Linked DNA regions of Mus musculus: region 1 is linked to region 2. A link is a contact called in public HiChIP or PLAC-seq data. All regions are on one chromosome and are shown on one strand. Each heading gives the region's core, a stretch centred on a gene start, on an enhancer-like site or on the middle of the called end of the contact. The rest is flanking DNA. Distances are from core to core; before and after follow the strand shown. Region 1 holds the start of Pakap (paralemmin A kinase anchor protein). Region 2 has its middle 13 kb from the start of 1700042G15Rik.

Evidence for each region. HiChIP or PLAC-seq counts read pairs in DNA pulled down with a chosen protein or histone mark.
Region 1: an H3K27ac HiChIP or PLAC-seq map of cardiomyocytes shows a contact between it and region 2, with 4 times the contacts expected there. The contact joins the promoter of Pakap here to the enhancer-like site in region 2. A contact is called at or near these places in 2 of 39 promoter capture datasets (cranial neural crest and embryonic stem cells), 1 of 484 Hi-C or Micro-C datasets (cortical neurons) and 2 of 115 datasets of contacts at active chromatin or transcription factors (cardiomyocytes and embryonic forebrain).

Annotation. Positions count from the first base shown.
Region 1 is chr4:57,563,657-57,570,720 of GRCm38.p6, forward strand. Pakap (paralemmin A kinase anchor protein) reads left to right here and starts at 4,174. Exons shown (of 11, transcript NM_001384150.1): 1 at 4,174-4,287; 2 at 4,714-4,759. The coding sequence starts at 4,715.
Region 2 is chr4:57,373,540-57,381,259 of GRCm38.p6, forward strand. No RefSeq gene overlaps it. Among named protein-coding and RNA genes, the nearest start is that of 1700042G15Rik, 13 kb to the left of the region's middle. Within about 2 kb of position 6,337, at least 23 of the 459 cell types and tissues checked have an H3K27ac peak or open chromatin away from gene starts, as enhancers often do.

The sequences.
Region 1 (7,064 bases), core at 2,924-5,423, 190 kb after region 2:
TGTCTATTATGTGTCATGCCCACCTCCTACTTCCAAATTCCACTTTCCAAAGCTTTTATTAACAAGACTATTCTGAGCCAACTTACAAATAGTTTAGTATTGTCTGCAAATACATTGGCGTTTAAAGTACATGTGAATGATTCTTAAACATCCAACACTAATTCCTGCTTACTGTCTTTATGCCACCCTGTTTGCTGCGCAGAGACCTTGGTCTCTAGTTGTACCTAAGTAGCTCCAGCCGACTTCCTCTCACACTCTGGCATTCTGTACTTTAACCTTACTCTGTCTTCTTGCTCTGCGGGGACTTCCTACGTGTTTCTATCATTTGAATTCACAGAGAAAAACCAGCACATACTTGAAGGCCCATCAACGTGCTGGTAACCATAGGCGCCAATGGGTACCAAGGGCGGTTTACCTCCTTTGGATGCTGTGTGGCCATTGTGTACTTTAAAAAGTAATATATGCTAATTATATGAAGAGGCGTGATGATGACATGTCTTTGTGTTTGTATAGTGCACTTTCATTGTGCACACACCCCGTTATCCTTTCTGCTCTCATATTCCCTTCCCCTTCCATATCTTCATCCTACATATTACATATGCTTTCAATGACCATATATATTCTTAAATGAGCTCATTCAGAAGAGAGTCAAGGCAAATGTTTCAGGAGATGCTGGTGTGCCCTTTGAATCACCTTCGTGTAAGGAATCCTTCAAGTTGCTAATAAATTTCAACACTCCTAGCTACTCCTCAAAGGACATTGACTTTTTCTGAAAGGATGGGCTTTGGAAAGTCATTTCTCTCTTGGCTTACCAAGCTCCTGTTTTCCCCACAGGGAAAATAGTCTGTGCTCATTTGCAGTCCCCAAAAGACTCCTGTCCTAAAATAGACTCCTGAAACTTCTATCAGCAGCAAAACATTTATTTTGCATATCTAACATTCTGTATTCAGTCTGTGTGATGCTTTACCGTGCCACATCTATCAAAGAAACCATCCTACCACCTGGATCGTGCTGTGCAGCACAAGTTAATATCCCCACAAGAGCTACTGATTTGTGACACAGATTATGCACCACTATAATGTATAATACCAAATATTAAATTTTTGGAAGAAAAATAGTAGCTAATATAGCTATGGCACTGGACTGTCAAACCTCTGTAATGTCACACCATCACTTAATACCTAGTATTGACTAGCTACGCCGTGAATGTATATTGGGATGCAGCTTACTTGGTGGAGTGTTTGCCTAGCATTCACAGTGTTGGAACCCTAAGATCCCATGCTCCAGGCATGCTGGTGTGTGCCTGGAATCTTAGCAGCAGAGAGAAGGAAGCTGAAGGGTGTGTAATTCAAGGCCAGCCACAGCTACATAGTGAATTTGAGCCTAGACTGGGCTCCATGAGACCCTGTCTTAGAAAATAGACATAATTTGGGTTATAAATGTCTGTGTTTATGATGGGTTCAGTGGTTTCCAAATGCTAGAATTTAGACAGGAAGGGAACAGTGCGAGGAGAGAAAATATTCTCCTTCTGCTTGTTGGCTGAACCTCAGCCATTCAGTTAACATATCTTCTGTTTCACCAGGGGTCTTTAGTTACAAGCAACTGAAGTGGATTCTGGTTGATAAATGAAGACAAGAAAGGCACTCACATTGCATTTAGTAGCTTGAAGAATAGTTGAGGAATCTATAGAAGAGGCTTAGGTCATGGACAAGACCAAAAATAAGCTACCAGCCTGGAAAATTCTCAAAAATGCTGTCTTCAAACTTCCTGGTAGGTGCACGTGTTTGGTTAAATTCAGATTGCAGGCCATGCATAGCTTCCAGGAGATCTGGGGAAGCAGGTGTCTGGCATTTCCCCACTTCTGTGATGAGATGTGGCTTGCTCTTCATATGGTTTAAATGTGGGAACCCTCCCAAAGATTGGAAAGGGTTCACCAGTTGGGCAGCTAAAAATAATCTATGTCTGCCTCACTTCCTAACTGGCCTGAACCCAATGTCAGGCATCCTAACTTCCTCCCTTCTTTGACTACTTGATGTACCTGCTTTGACAATCCTCAGTTCTGATTGAGCATAGTCACATGGTAGTGGGTCTCAGATGCTTTAAAACCACTGAGGAAGCACACACAATTGGTCATGAGTCTTTGGTCCTGTAAATTTCATTAATGAAATGACTCTAAGTCCATCTGTAGTTCTCAGCTTGCCATATAGAAATTTAATTCTGTGCATGTGGTCATGAAATCCTCATGCAGATGGTTGCTTAGGGTCCATTTTTTAAAAAAATTATATTTGTCTTCATATATGTCTGGACACCATATGTGTGCAGTGCTCACAGAGGCCAGAAGAGGGCGTCAGATTCCCTGGGACTGGAGTCTCAGAGAGGTGTGAGCTGCCACGTGGGTGCTTGGAATTGGATATGCTCCCCCACCCTTGAAGAGCTACCACTTCTCTTAACTACTGAGCCACCCAAACCCAGAATCCATATTTTAGGGTCCCCCATTGCCCAGAGTTCCTTTCTAAATCATTTCTCCAGTTCCATCAATGTCAATCACTTAGTTGCCAGGCCAACTCGGGCAAAGCTCCCCAGCTGTTCTGTAGAATTCCAACTCACAATTTCTTCTTCCTGTCCCTCCCCATTCCTCCCTCGTTCTCTGCTGCCTTCTGCTTCCATTCCAAGATGGAACTGGCGAGGGATGCTAACAAGAATGCCCTCTGGTCCATCCTGAGAACACCCTGCCTAACGTGCATTTTCCTTTGCTCTAGCGTCTCTCAAGTCTAATATTCCCTTGATAGCCAGGCACTCTACACCCTTTCTAATCTAAAGATCCTTCTCTCTGTTGACCACCTTCCTGTTCCTTCTACACTTCCTAAGATCCGGGAAAGGTTGTTGATGCCCCAGCATACTTTCCACTTTGTATAGTTTCTTATGCCCCCCTAAACAGTTCCTGCTCTGGAGTGACTGCTCTCTGCTCCTCAGTCCTGAAGCCTACAGCTTCTCCTCCGCCTACTTTGTCCTGAACCACACAGAAGCACATGACCCCGATACAATTTCCTGTCCTCTTGCTGTGGCTTTTGGAGTAAGTCCTCCAGTTTTTCCTTCTGCTCTTCGGATCTTCTACTTCATCTGTGTCCTTGGCTGACTTTCTCCCTGGTTTGCGCTCTCATTTTGGCTACTTTCAGCTCTTTAGCCGTGACTAGCAAGGTGATTGCACTGAGAGCACTGTGTCCCAACCCCAATTCTTCTGCTTTTACGTTCAGATCTTTACAAATGGTGGCCCTTGAAGAGTCTCTTAGGCTCCTTTCCTTCCTTACCTCCACTTCCATCTCTCTTTGTGAAAACGAAATGGTGTGAAATATACATAGTATGCAATGCGCTGTTTTAGCCGTTTTACAGTATACAGTTTGGTGACTTTAAGTTCATTCACCCCCTTTGCCGCCATCATTCCTGCCCCCACTCTGACTCCCAAGAATCTGACTGACTCAATATAGGCTAGGCGAGCACTCGACAACTGAGCTGGATTCCTAGCCTCCATCACCCATCTCTCCGTTTGCTGCCTTTTTAATACATAGCTATATGGGAAAGGACTATTTCTTGTTAGCATGTTTTTTTCTTGGGGCCTGTGCTGTCATCACTTCCCGGTCATCAGAGGAGCTTAGTTTAGTGCCTGACCTGAAGCTTGTGGGCTTCCCTCATATTACAGGGGCTCCCATCACCACTTGGCTTTTACGTGGGTGCTGGGAATATAAACTTCAATCCTTATCCTTAATTGCTTTACCCACTGAGTTATCTCCCCATGCTCCTAGCCACAATCATTTTTAAGGATGTCTCTGCCAGGTCATTTGCAATCCTTCTCTTTTTTTCAGATAAGAAAACTGGGGCTCAGAGTGATTTAGTTGTCCAGGAAGACACCCAGGGCTTCAAACTCTGAGCTGTTTCTGTTGGTGTGTCACCAGAAGGGTGACCTATCTGGTGATACGCCCCTGCCCTTGAGGGTACTACTATCTAAAGCACGTGGACAAGACAGCATTTATCTGTTGGAAATGTCCCCAGGTGGAGCCCAAGCATCTGGAGCCAGTTAGAAGGAGCTGGGGATAGTGGGTGGCCGTAGCCGGCCTGTAAGGACACGTGCTGGGGCTTGCGTTCTGCCAAAGGCCCCTTCTGCTGGCATCTTTGCTCAGAGCAGAGGCGCCGCCTGGTCTTGTCTAGACCCAGAGCGTAGCGCGCGCGGCCACCAAGGCGCACCAGCTGTGCGCCCCCCAACCCCCAGCTCACTAATCACAAGCGCCCCAGGTGCCCCACTCGCGAGCGACGGCGGCAGCCACGGGTCCCCCACACCCCAGGGGCGGAGCGAGGCGCGGAGACGTCAGGGCGGGGACCTAGTGCTGCGGAGCGCGCTCTCCCGGAGGCTCCCGGCGGCCCACGTTCCCGGCTGGCGCGGCCGGTGGTGGCGGTGGCGGTTGAGACTGGGATCTTGCAGTTCGCGGCGGCGCTGGGGCGCAGCCAGGCGGCCGCGCCGGTGGAGACGGAGGCTGAGCTCTGAGCCAGCCGTGCGCGCAGCTTTGCCCGCCCCCCCCCCCAGGAGCAGACCCCACGCGCCCTTAGGCTGTCCCCGGGGTCGAGTTGAGCTCCCCACGGGTGCCCTTTTATCTCCTTGGGTGACTACAGCGTGTGTTTTGTTTTTCTTCCTTTTTCCCCTGCCCGTGTGCCCTTCTCCAGGATGGCAGAGGCGGAATTGCACAAGGAGAGGCTGCAAGCCATAGCAGTAAGTCCACTTTTCATTTCATTTTCTTGCTCTATTGTCTGGGGTGGACGGGGACCTGTAGGCTCAGGGCCAGGGACATGCCAGCCTGGTAGCCTCCGGCCCTGTGCTGGGGTGAAAGTCTGTCCAGGCTTAGCGACGCTGCCTTTTGCCTTTTATATGTCTGTAGACTAAACCCCTGGGGGCACACTTGGGACTAGGAAGATTTGAACATGGAAAATTGGCTTAGGAATAAGATGCTTGCTGCCGCGCGCTTTAGGGATAGACTAAACGGTGGTGTGTGTGTGTGTGTGTGTGTGTGTGTGTGTGTGTTGCGGGAACTCCTGGAATATTATTACCCAGTACCCTTAAGCATGTTGCCTTCCAACTCCAGAGAAGGGAGAGAGTGGTGGCCCATGGTGGCTATCTTCCTCTTCCTAGCCAGCTATCCAGCCAGCAGCCACCTGAGTGGTAGAACGTCCCCCAGAATCCAGGAGTGCCCGTTTTCTTCCTCTGTTTGACATTAACAAGGGCTCTGGCACAGGCCACCACCCTAGAAAGGGAAGAGGCGTCTTACAGCTGGGGATTGGAAGTAATATTTCAGGAGAGTCTCTTTCTTATGGGTGTGGATTATCTGAAAACCATTGGCTCGGCATACAAAAGAGCATCCGGCTTTGGCAAAGTTCTGCACTTACAGAGTACTGTACCATGTGCATCTTGGGTTGGGACAAGCGCTGTCTGACACTGCCTCAGTCGGAGAGGCCTTGCTGGTTCTGCCAGTGTTCCACAGATGTGGTTTTCACTGGAGCCACCACAGCTGGATTATATATTTCCTCTGCGGATGAGGGAATGGTTACTGGCGCTCTATGAAATAATGGCAAATTAAAGGAGGTCTGCTAGGATGTTGGCACAAAAGAATCTGCAGACATTCTTTCACCTAAGTACTTTTTCCCCTGTGCTCCAAGAGTTCCCTGGAAACACATAAATTTGTTGGAGAAATACTGTGTAATGTTTTGGAAGCGACTGATGTATGAAAACGTTTTCAAATGCCTTTGGATGGTGGAGTCTTCATTGGCAAAGTGCATGCAGGCCTTTCTCATTTTAGTGACATTTGATGTGGACTCAGTAGCTCAGAGACCCCCTTTCTCAAACTCTTCTGATTATGCCTTAGGGAGAGAGCTGTGCGTATACAACTTGGCTTCTGACGCTGTCTTTGAACTTGATCCTTGGACTCAAGGAAGCTGTTTGTTCCTCTCTTCCCTTTCCACGCAGTGTGTGCACATTTTGATGGTTAATGGAGTTGCTCGCGGATTCTAAAGTCAGTGTCAGGGCAGTGTGGCTGTCTGTCTTGAATTTGCTCCGAATGGTGCCATGAAGCTGGAGGGTGTTTTGTGTCGCTGGATAAAGGGCTGCTTCAACTGTTGACAAGTGTCTGCTCCAGAGAACACTCGAGCACTCCCATGGACTGCTGATGGCCAATTGCAACAGTTGTCGCATTTTCTGCCTCTGCACGACCAGTGTCCCTGCATGCCTGAGGGACAGCTGACTCCACTGAAAGGACTCACTTTCTGAGCACTGTGCCAATAGTAGCTAACACGGGAGCCACCCCTTCCAAGTAGGCTTGAGTAATCTCAGCCACAGCCAAGGTGGTTTTCAAGAATGATCTAGGGGAACCCACAGTGTTCTCTTGAGCAGACAAGAAGGTAAACACCCACCTGTGCCTGTTCAGTTGTGGGACTGAGTTCATCCTGCGAATCTGAGGAGTTGTTGGGGAGTCCCAGGAATGGGGGGATCAACATCTGGTGGGGGAAAATTTTATGTGTTATCACTATGTGTGTGTGTGTGTGTGTGTGTGTGTGTGTGTGAGAGAGAGAGAGAGAGAGAGAGAGAGAGAGAGAGAGAGAGAGAGAGAAGAGAAAGAAGAGAACAGCAATGGTGAACTTGTGGCTACAATCAGTACATAATTTTATGCCACATTTTGGCTTAGTCCGCATGCTTTCCGGATTCAGCAAACTTTGCCTCTCTTGGCCCTTTCCCAGAATTCCCAGGGGGTTCTGAGACACTCACGATCTTTCCCCAAGGCTTAACATGCATGAAGTCCCTCTGGAGATAAAGGGGAAGAGAATAATTCTTCACATCTTCACTTACTTGGGTTCCTGGGTGTTGCTCAGTCTTGTGTCTGAGCCTCAGGTTTTTTTTCTCTATAAAATAGGCCCAGGAGTTTATCTCTGCTTTTGAAGACTAGGAAAGTGAAGCACTTTGGCCCACATTTGCCATGGGGTGATGTTCATGTGGAGGCCTCAGCTCTTGTCTACGCTGCTGAAAAGGC
Region 2 (7,720 bases), core at 5,087-7,586:
GTGTCACTATGATTCTGGTCATTAAACTCAGGTACTTTGCTGGCTGGAGAGATGGCTCAGTGGTTAAGAACATTGACTGCTCTTCCAGAGGTCCTGAGTTCAAATCCCAGCAACCATATGGTGGCTCACAACCATCTGTAATGAGATCTGATACCGTCTTCTGGTGTGTCTGAAGACAGCTACAGTGTACTTATATACAATAAATAAATAAACCTTTAAAACAAACAAACACAAACAAACAAACTCAGGTCCTTGCACTGCCAAGGAAAACACTTTACTAACAGCGGAGAGAGCTGATCTTCCTAGCACACATCCTAGAGAATAAATATCTAAGAAAGAAATGTAACACTAGATCTACTGCATGTGACCACTGAGACAAAAATGCTGGTCACTGAGGTGATTATCTGAGAAGACTCTAGTTTGTTCGTCACAGCACAGCTGTACCTCAGAGCTGTTAAAGGTTGAACATATCACTGAGCAGAAATTTCTTTTCCACCTGAGCCTTGCTTGAGGGGAACAAGGACACCCTGTGTATCCTTCTGCTCCAGAAAAGGGAAGGGCCTTGTCCCCGAGCAAAAGAAAGAACACGTTTCATCTGAAACTTCAAGAATGATGTCTTTTCATGCCTCCACAGGGACCTGAAGCCTTGCCAGGACTCATGAGTGGGAAACCAGATGCCAGACACCCTGGGCAGCCTATGCTTGCCCGCGGAGTGGGAGGCTCTCTCTGAGGTATGCTGCCTTGTCTGTGAGGTAACCATGGGATACGTTATTTGTGTATCACCTGCAGGAGACAGGTGGCATCTTGTATCTGTGGAACACCTCACTGTGCAGCTCAACGTGAACTGCTTAAGAATCTACATGGAAACAGAAAAGGCAAGACTTTAAAAGAAATTAAGGAACTTTTCTTGGAAGGATGCATACGTCAAAATGGTAATGCAGCCTCTGAAAGTTTAAAAAAACAAACTCATGGGGCTGGAGAGATGGTTCAGTGGTTAAGAGTACTGGCTGCTCTTCCAGAGGTCAAGAGTGAGATTCCCAGCGCCATCTTGGTACACATCTATCACATCCATTTGATTCCAGCCCAAGGGGATCTGACAGTGCCTTTTGGCCTTTTGAGCACAAGAACATTGTACAGGCAGGAGAGATGGCTCAGCGGGTAAGAGCACTGACTGCTCTTCTAAGGTCCTGAGTTCAAATCCCAGCAACCACATGGTGGCTCACAACCGTCCGTAATGAGATCTGATGCCCTCTTCTGGCATGTCTAAAAACAGCTACAGTGTACTTACATATAATAATAAATAAATCTTTGGACTGGAGCGAGCAGGGCAGGAGCTAGCAGAGGTCCTGAGTTCAATTCCCAGCAACCACATGACGGCTCACAACCATCTGTACAGCTACATATACCTAAAATAAAATAATAAATCTTTTTTTTTTAAAAAGAACATTGTGCAGAGACATACATGCAGGCAAAACATCCATATGCATAAAATAAAAATGAAGGGAAAAATTTTAAGTGACTTCGTTTGTTTTAATCCACTGGAAGAGCCCCAAGGAGAATGTTTTAGCTGGACAGCCTGGTGGTATAGCCATGATCCTGATACTAAGTGGGTAAGGTAGAACCCAGTCTGGACTAAGCAAATCTTGTTTTTAAAAATATAGAAATGTCCCGTGGGAACTGCACATAGCAAAGCATTTATAGCGTGCCATTTAACTAAATAGCAAATCCCCTGATTAGACAGACTCTGTGGGTAAAGTCCAGGTGTAAGTGTGAGGTGGGAGAGATGGCAGTTCTGGGCTTGCGCCTGCAGAAGTGTTGGGAGGTGGCGGTCCTGGAGAAAATGGATCTTCAGCAAGGTCTGTGACAATTCTTTTGAGTGTGCTTGTAGGGTCGTGGGGAGTTTCTACAGCCCTCTTTAGAGGATATATTTAAGGCCAAAAATATTTTCATTATACAGTGTGTTAGTGCCCTGTGACTACTCTAGCCTGGGTGGCTTCTCACAATGTAGACTTACTTTCAGAGTTCTAGATGCTGAGAAGTCTGGAGAAGGCATGTTTCCTGGTTCATAGATGGCTTTTGCTCAAGATATCTTCAGGCAATGGAAGGGGAAGGCAGTTTTCTGAGACCCCTTTTCCTTTCAATAAGTGCACTAATTCTATTTGTGAAGGCCCTGTCCTCATAATCAGATGACCCCACCAAGGAAATAACTCCTAATGATCACATCAGAGATCCAGTTGGCAACATCCGAATTCTGAGGGGGACACAAGCACTTCATCCGTAGCAAACACTAGGGTGTTACTAGGCTTTTTAATGAAACTGACATGTGCATAGGTGGCCTAAAACCAGTGTTGTATCATCCTGTAGAACTCTAATACAGATCAAGGCCATGGCTCTACACTGTACGCTTCACTCAGGCATCTTGTACTACCACAAAGTCAGTGTGAAGGGAGAAACTTACTGACTTCACTCAAGGACATCCTTAAGGGGCACGGGAGAGATGGCTTTGTGGTTAGGAGTACACACTCTTCTCGCAAAGGACCCAAATTCAGTTCCCATCCCTCACATGGGACAGCTCACCACTGCCTGGACCTCAGCAATAGAGGATCTGACATTCTCTTCTGACTCTACACACACACACACACACACACACACACACCACTGTCTTAAGGTGAGAACTGTTCTTGTGGAACCCATTTCTGCTTGAAGAACCGGCTGACAGGCCAACTGTGGTTGCTCAGATGAGGGGAGTTGGCAGATATTTTTCTTAAAATGAACAAAATGAGCCCGCTGTTTCTAGGAAAACAACCAACCGTATTTATTACCAGTGATCAAACCCATGTTTTCAAGCATGAGTGAGAATTTGGGAAAATTTGTTCCTGACACAAGCTTGCTGATGACAACGCTGAAATCCTTACAGACCTTCCTCATGAGCATGGCCAGGGGGGTGGACAAATGGGATTTTTAATGCTGTGTAATCAACCAAATGATACAACATTTGGAGGAGCCACAGAGCCGGGGACCAGAATTATCTACATGATCTGCCCATCCTGTTATTGCTTCATTCCATTCCCCTTGTTTTTTCTACACTTTCAACTCTAAAAATGTTTACTTGATACAAAGTTGCTGTTATGGACTGGGTTATGAATTCTTCCAGTGTCACACAATACTAACTCAGATTTTTTTTTTTTTTTTGTAAGCCTAGACACAGTTAGAGTCATTTGGGAAGAGAGAAGCTCAATGGAAAACAAATTACCCCCATCAGATCATTTGTAGAAATGTCTGTGGGGCTGCTCCATCCCTCCCTCCTTCCTTCTTTCTTTTTTGAGACAAGATTTGACTATGTAGCTGTGGCTGCCATGGAACTTGATAAGGACCCAGGCTGGACTGGAACTCACAGAGATCCACCTCTGCTTCCCAAGTGCCACCAAACCTGTGGGGCATTTTTTTGATGAATGATGTGGGAGGGTCCAGATCACCGTGGGTGGTACCATCTCTGGGTCCATCCTGGACTGTATACTGAAGCAAGCTGAGTAAGTCTCAGAGAGGAAGCCAGTGAGCACTGTTGCCATGGCTCCTGCCTCAGTCAGTGCTTGCTTAAGTTCCTGCCCTGACTCCCATCAAGGATGGACTGAAGCTGTGAGAGGAAATGAACTCTTTCCTCTAAGCTGCTTTTGGTCAGTGTGATTTGTTTATGCTTGGCCAGGGAATGGCACTCTTTGGAATTGTGGCCTTGTTGGAATAGGTGTGGTCCTGTTTGGAGTAGGTGGTATTACTGCTGTTATTATTTTGGCGACAACTGTGGAGTCCTGGCTAAATCAACCTTTCCATGTTAGACCCCCTCTGCTCTTTTCTCCTCCCCATCTTGGCAGATAAGCATGGGCTAGTAGAAGCTGCAAACTTAGGGGGCAGCTTCCATTTAGTGGGAGCATCTCAAGCTCCTATTGTGGTAAGGGATTAAGATATTTGGGGTTTTCCTTTTAGAATAACTGTGGTGCCCACACTAACATTTATTCCCATTTTACAGGTGAAAAGGTTGAGTCTAGCACTATTTAATTTACCTAAAGTCTCACAATGAACACATTCTCTATAAACTTGAATTGCTTGTGTTTTGGGGGGATTGAAAGAGCAAGAGTGTCAGTGGAAATCGGTGTGTGTGTGTGTGTGTGTGTGTGTGTGTGTGTGTATGTGTGTGGTGTTGCCATCCCATCAGTATTTCTGGGCTCTATGGACCCTGAGATGCTCTGCACTTTAAGCAGGGACTGAGCAACGTCAACCCAGGTATCATATTGCACTCTAGTCAAGAGCAGGAGACTTTGTTTCTGTGCCTTGCTGAGCAGTGACCTGGGCAGTGTCTGGAATGCCTTACCCGAGCCGAGCACTGCTGAGTTGCTGATAAATAAGTCCCATCTCTTATGTGAGATCTAGTGGGATAGGCAAGGATGATGCTGACCAGTGAGAACATGAGACTGGGCTGCCAGCTTTTCCCAGGGCTATCCAGTGTCCAGCATCTGGCAGCAATTGGAGGGAAAACAATCTCAAGTCAATCAGGGCATGACCCCGCCCACCTAGCCATCGCTAGAGCCTGGCAGAGGAGGAGCCACCCTCTCTGGCCCTCTCCTGTTCTTTGTAGTTGAGTTCTAAGCCTGGCTCACTTGTCTCTTGTAACTACACCGGAGCAAGCATTTGTGAAGCCTGGGCAGTGATGGAGGCAGTGATGGGGCTGGTTTCTGCCTCTCTGGGCACCCATCACTCTGCTCCTTGTTATGAAACTGTGAGAATGTTGTTGCTTGAAAGGAAGGCAGTGACTATCGGAGCAGACACACTCCTTGTAGTCTTTAGAAAACCAAGGCCTGGGAGATGCCGAGAGATGAAGGCCACATAATCCGTTGAATACATTTGAGCCCTATCACATCCTCTGGTTCTCTTATCATTGCAGGATTGAGTTCCTAAAGGTAGAGACCTGGAGACACTAAGGCTGGTATGCAAGAACTCCACTGGGTAGTGCCTTGAAAACACCTGGTTGTGGAGCCAAAGAGACAGGACCAGGCAGGAGAGGCTACACTGTCAGGTAGTGGCCACAGACACTTCTGACCCCACACGATCTCTGAGGCCATATAGCCCTTCAATATGTTCTAAATTAAAGAGACACATGAGACTTTTTTGTCCCCATAGAGACTAGTCATTCCCTATTGGGTGAGGGAAGTTTCCAAGAGGGGGGGCTGTGTTATGAGTGGGGGTGGGGTATGGGGGTGGGAGTGGGGGTGGGGGTGGGGTCCTACATCATTGGTGGAAGATCCTGTTGTCATCATGTCCCTTTACCCTCACAGTCATGATGATGTTACTGAGCCAAGTCCTATCCTGAAGGATAGAAGAGAGTAGAGTCTGGAGGGGGAGGGGGTAGTGAGAGAGGAAGGGGGAGGGGGAGAGGGAGGGGAGGGGGAAGAAACCCTAAACAGCAGAACAGCAGGCAAAGGATGTAGGTACAGGAAAGCCCAGCCTTGAGGGGTGCTACGAAAGCTTCTTAGCAAGCGCCTGAGGAGGATTGTGTTGTTTTCCAGGTCTGGGGCCTTGTGAGCAGCAGGGCAGAGTTGAAGAAGGGATCACACGTGTGCTTCGTTACTATTGTTAGAGACAGAAACTTGCTTTGTTAGCCCACACTGATCTTAGACTTAAGATCCTCCTGCCTCAGCCTTTGAAGAGTTGGATTACTGGTGAGTACCAGCATGCCCAGCTCAGAGGGGATACTTCCTAAAAACTTGTCACTTATTTAGTGTGTGTCACATCCACATACCCACACATCCAGACCCCCACACACCCACATTCTACACTCTTCCTCCCCTTCCTCCCCCCAATACCTCCCATATCCCCCCCCCCACATACCATACACACATCTAACATTCCTCACCCCCCATCACACACACTTCTCACCTCAACAGGCACTGTAGCAGAGGTATGGAGGCCAGATGACAGTTTGCAGGTGTTAGTCTCTCCTTCCTTGTGGATTCTGGGGATTAAACTCAGATGCCAGGCTAAGTGGCAAGCATCTTGATGCACTGGGCTACCTCACTGGCCCCACAGACATTATCTTGATAGTTTCTGAAACCTCACTCACCGAGATGGGGGGGTCAGGGAGGAGGGGTGAGGTGAGGAGTGCTGGGAGGACTGACAGACGGACTTAGCTCAGCATCTACTCTGCAACTCCACACCAACCAACCACAGAACTTCCAGTTCCATGGGGAGCATTCGCCTAGGATTTAATCAGAACCAGTACAATGTGGATTGAACTGCATTACTTCAAAGGACCCTGAAATCTTAACTCCCATTCCCAGGGACCATGACCTTAGAAACACAATCTTTGGAGCTGGAAAAGTCAAGATGAGGTCTTTAAAGTAAGCCTCAAACCAAGACAATTGTGCTTTCACGAAGGGGGCATTTGCATGAGTACATACAGAGGTAAATGTAAAGATGAAGACAGGGGTGGAGTGATGCATGTGTAAGCCAAGAGAAACCATCCCGGTCAGGGAGGATGGCATGGGACAGATGTCTCTCACTGGGCTCGGAAGGAGCCAATATTGCCACATCCGTGATCTGGAACCTCTAGCTCACCCAAACTGTGAAAGAATAAATTTCTGCAGTTTAAACCACACGGTCCATGCCAGGAGGCGACACAAGGCACCCACGCTGTATGAAGCACACACCACTGAGTTTTGGCTGGCGATTCTCTGTTTGCCTTGAAGAGTATAATTAGGGTTATAGAATGTTACAGGGACTCAAGCACTTTAAATACACAGCCACTACTCAAGTGGGGAGGCTCTTCATTTTCTAGGCTGTGGAACTCTCCAGGAAAAAATATGAAATCCAAAATAAACACGCCTAGCTGCTGCCTGACATTGTATAATTACAGCCCTCTGTTTGTTGTAGTTAAAAGAGACCCTCATTGAGCCTTCACAAGAGGGGCAGATCGAAGCTTGAATGGCACCTGGTTACTATGTCCTCAGTTCCCTAATCAGAGCTATCAGACACTGCACTTAATTAAAGCCTTGTCCCTGCCTTGGGGCATCTGACAGGTTCCCATAGTTATTAGGAAGGTTTCCAAATAGGGCTGGCTTTCCTGAGCCTCTGTGGCTTTGCATGCCAGGCAAGGGTGGTTTAGGTTTGTGAGATCTGAGCTTCTCCCACAGCAAACACTAGGAAAAAAAAAAAAAGACGGAGTAATTGTAAACATTTTTTTGTGAAACTTTGGCTGGTCCAGTTTTAAAAACAAGAACATGATTACAAAAGAAAAGCCAGGAGGACTCGGAGGGGAGGTGACTCATGGACAGAGTCACCGTTTGCAGACGCTGGGGGTGACAGAGCAGGTGGGTGGCTAGTGAGTGTGCAGAATCAGCATTGAGTCCGTCTAGCCCAAGGACTGTCTGTTGGCCAGTTCTCTCTTCTGATGTATTTGATGTCTGTCTGATGCTCGAGTGCAGCCGTCCTCCCTTAGCCTGGGTAAACACTTGGACTCTGGTAGGAAGATCTGATCAGAGACTCTCCTGCAGCAACTCCAAGTTGAGTGATGGGGAGGACAGCCCAGCAGGGCAGGATCAGGGAACTAGGATTCTGTCCCCCGTCTTCCAGGCTTGCTTCTGTACACTTGACCTTCAGGGTGTAATTTTGGTCAGTCATTCCTTCCCCGAACCTCCCTCTCTTTAAGCTGAGAGATGCCACCCCATCCTTG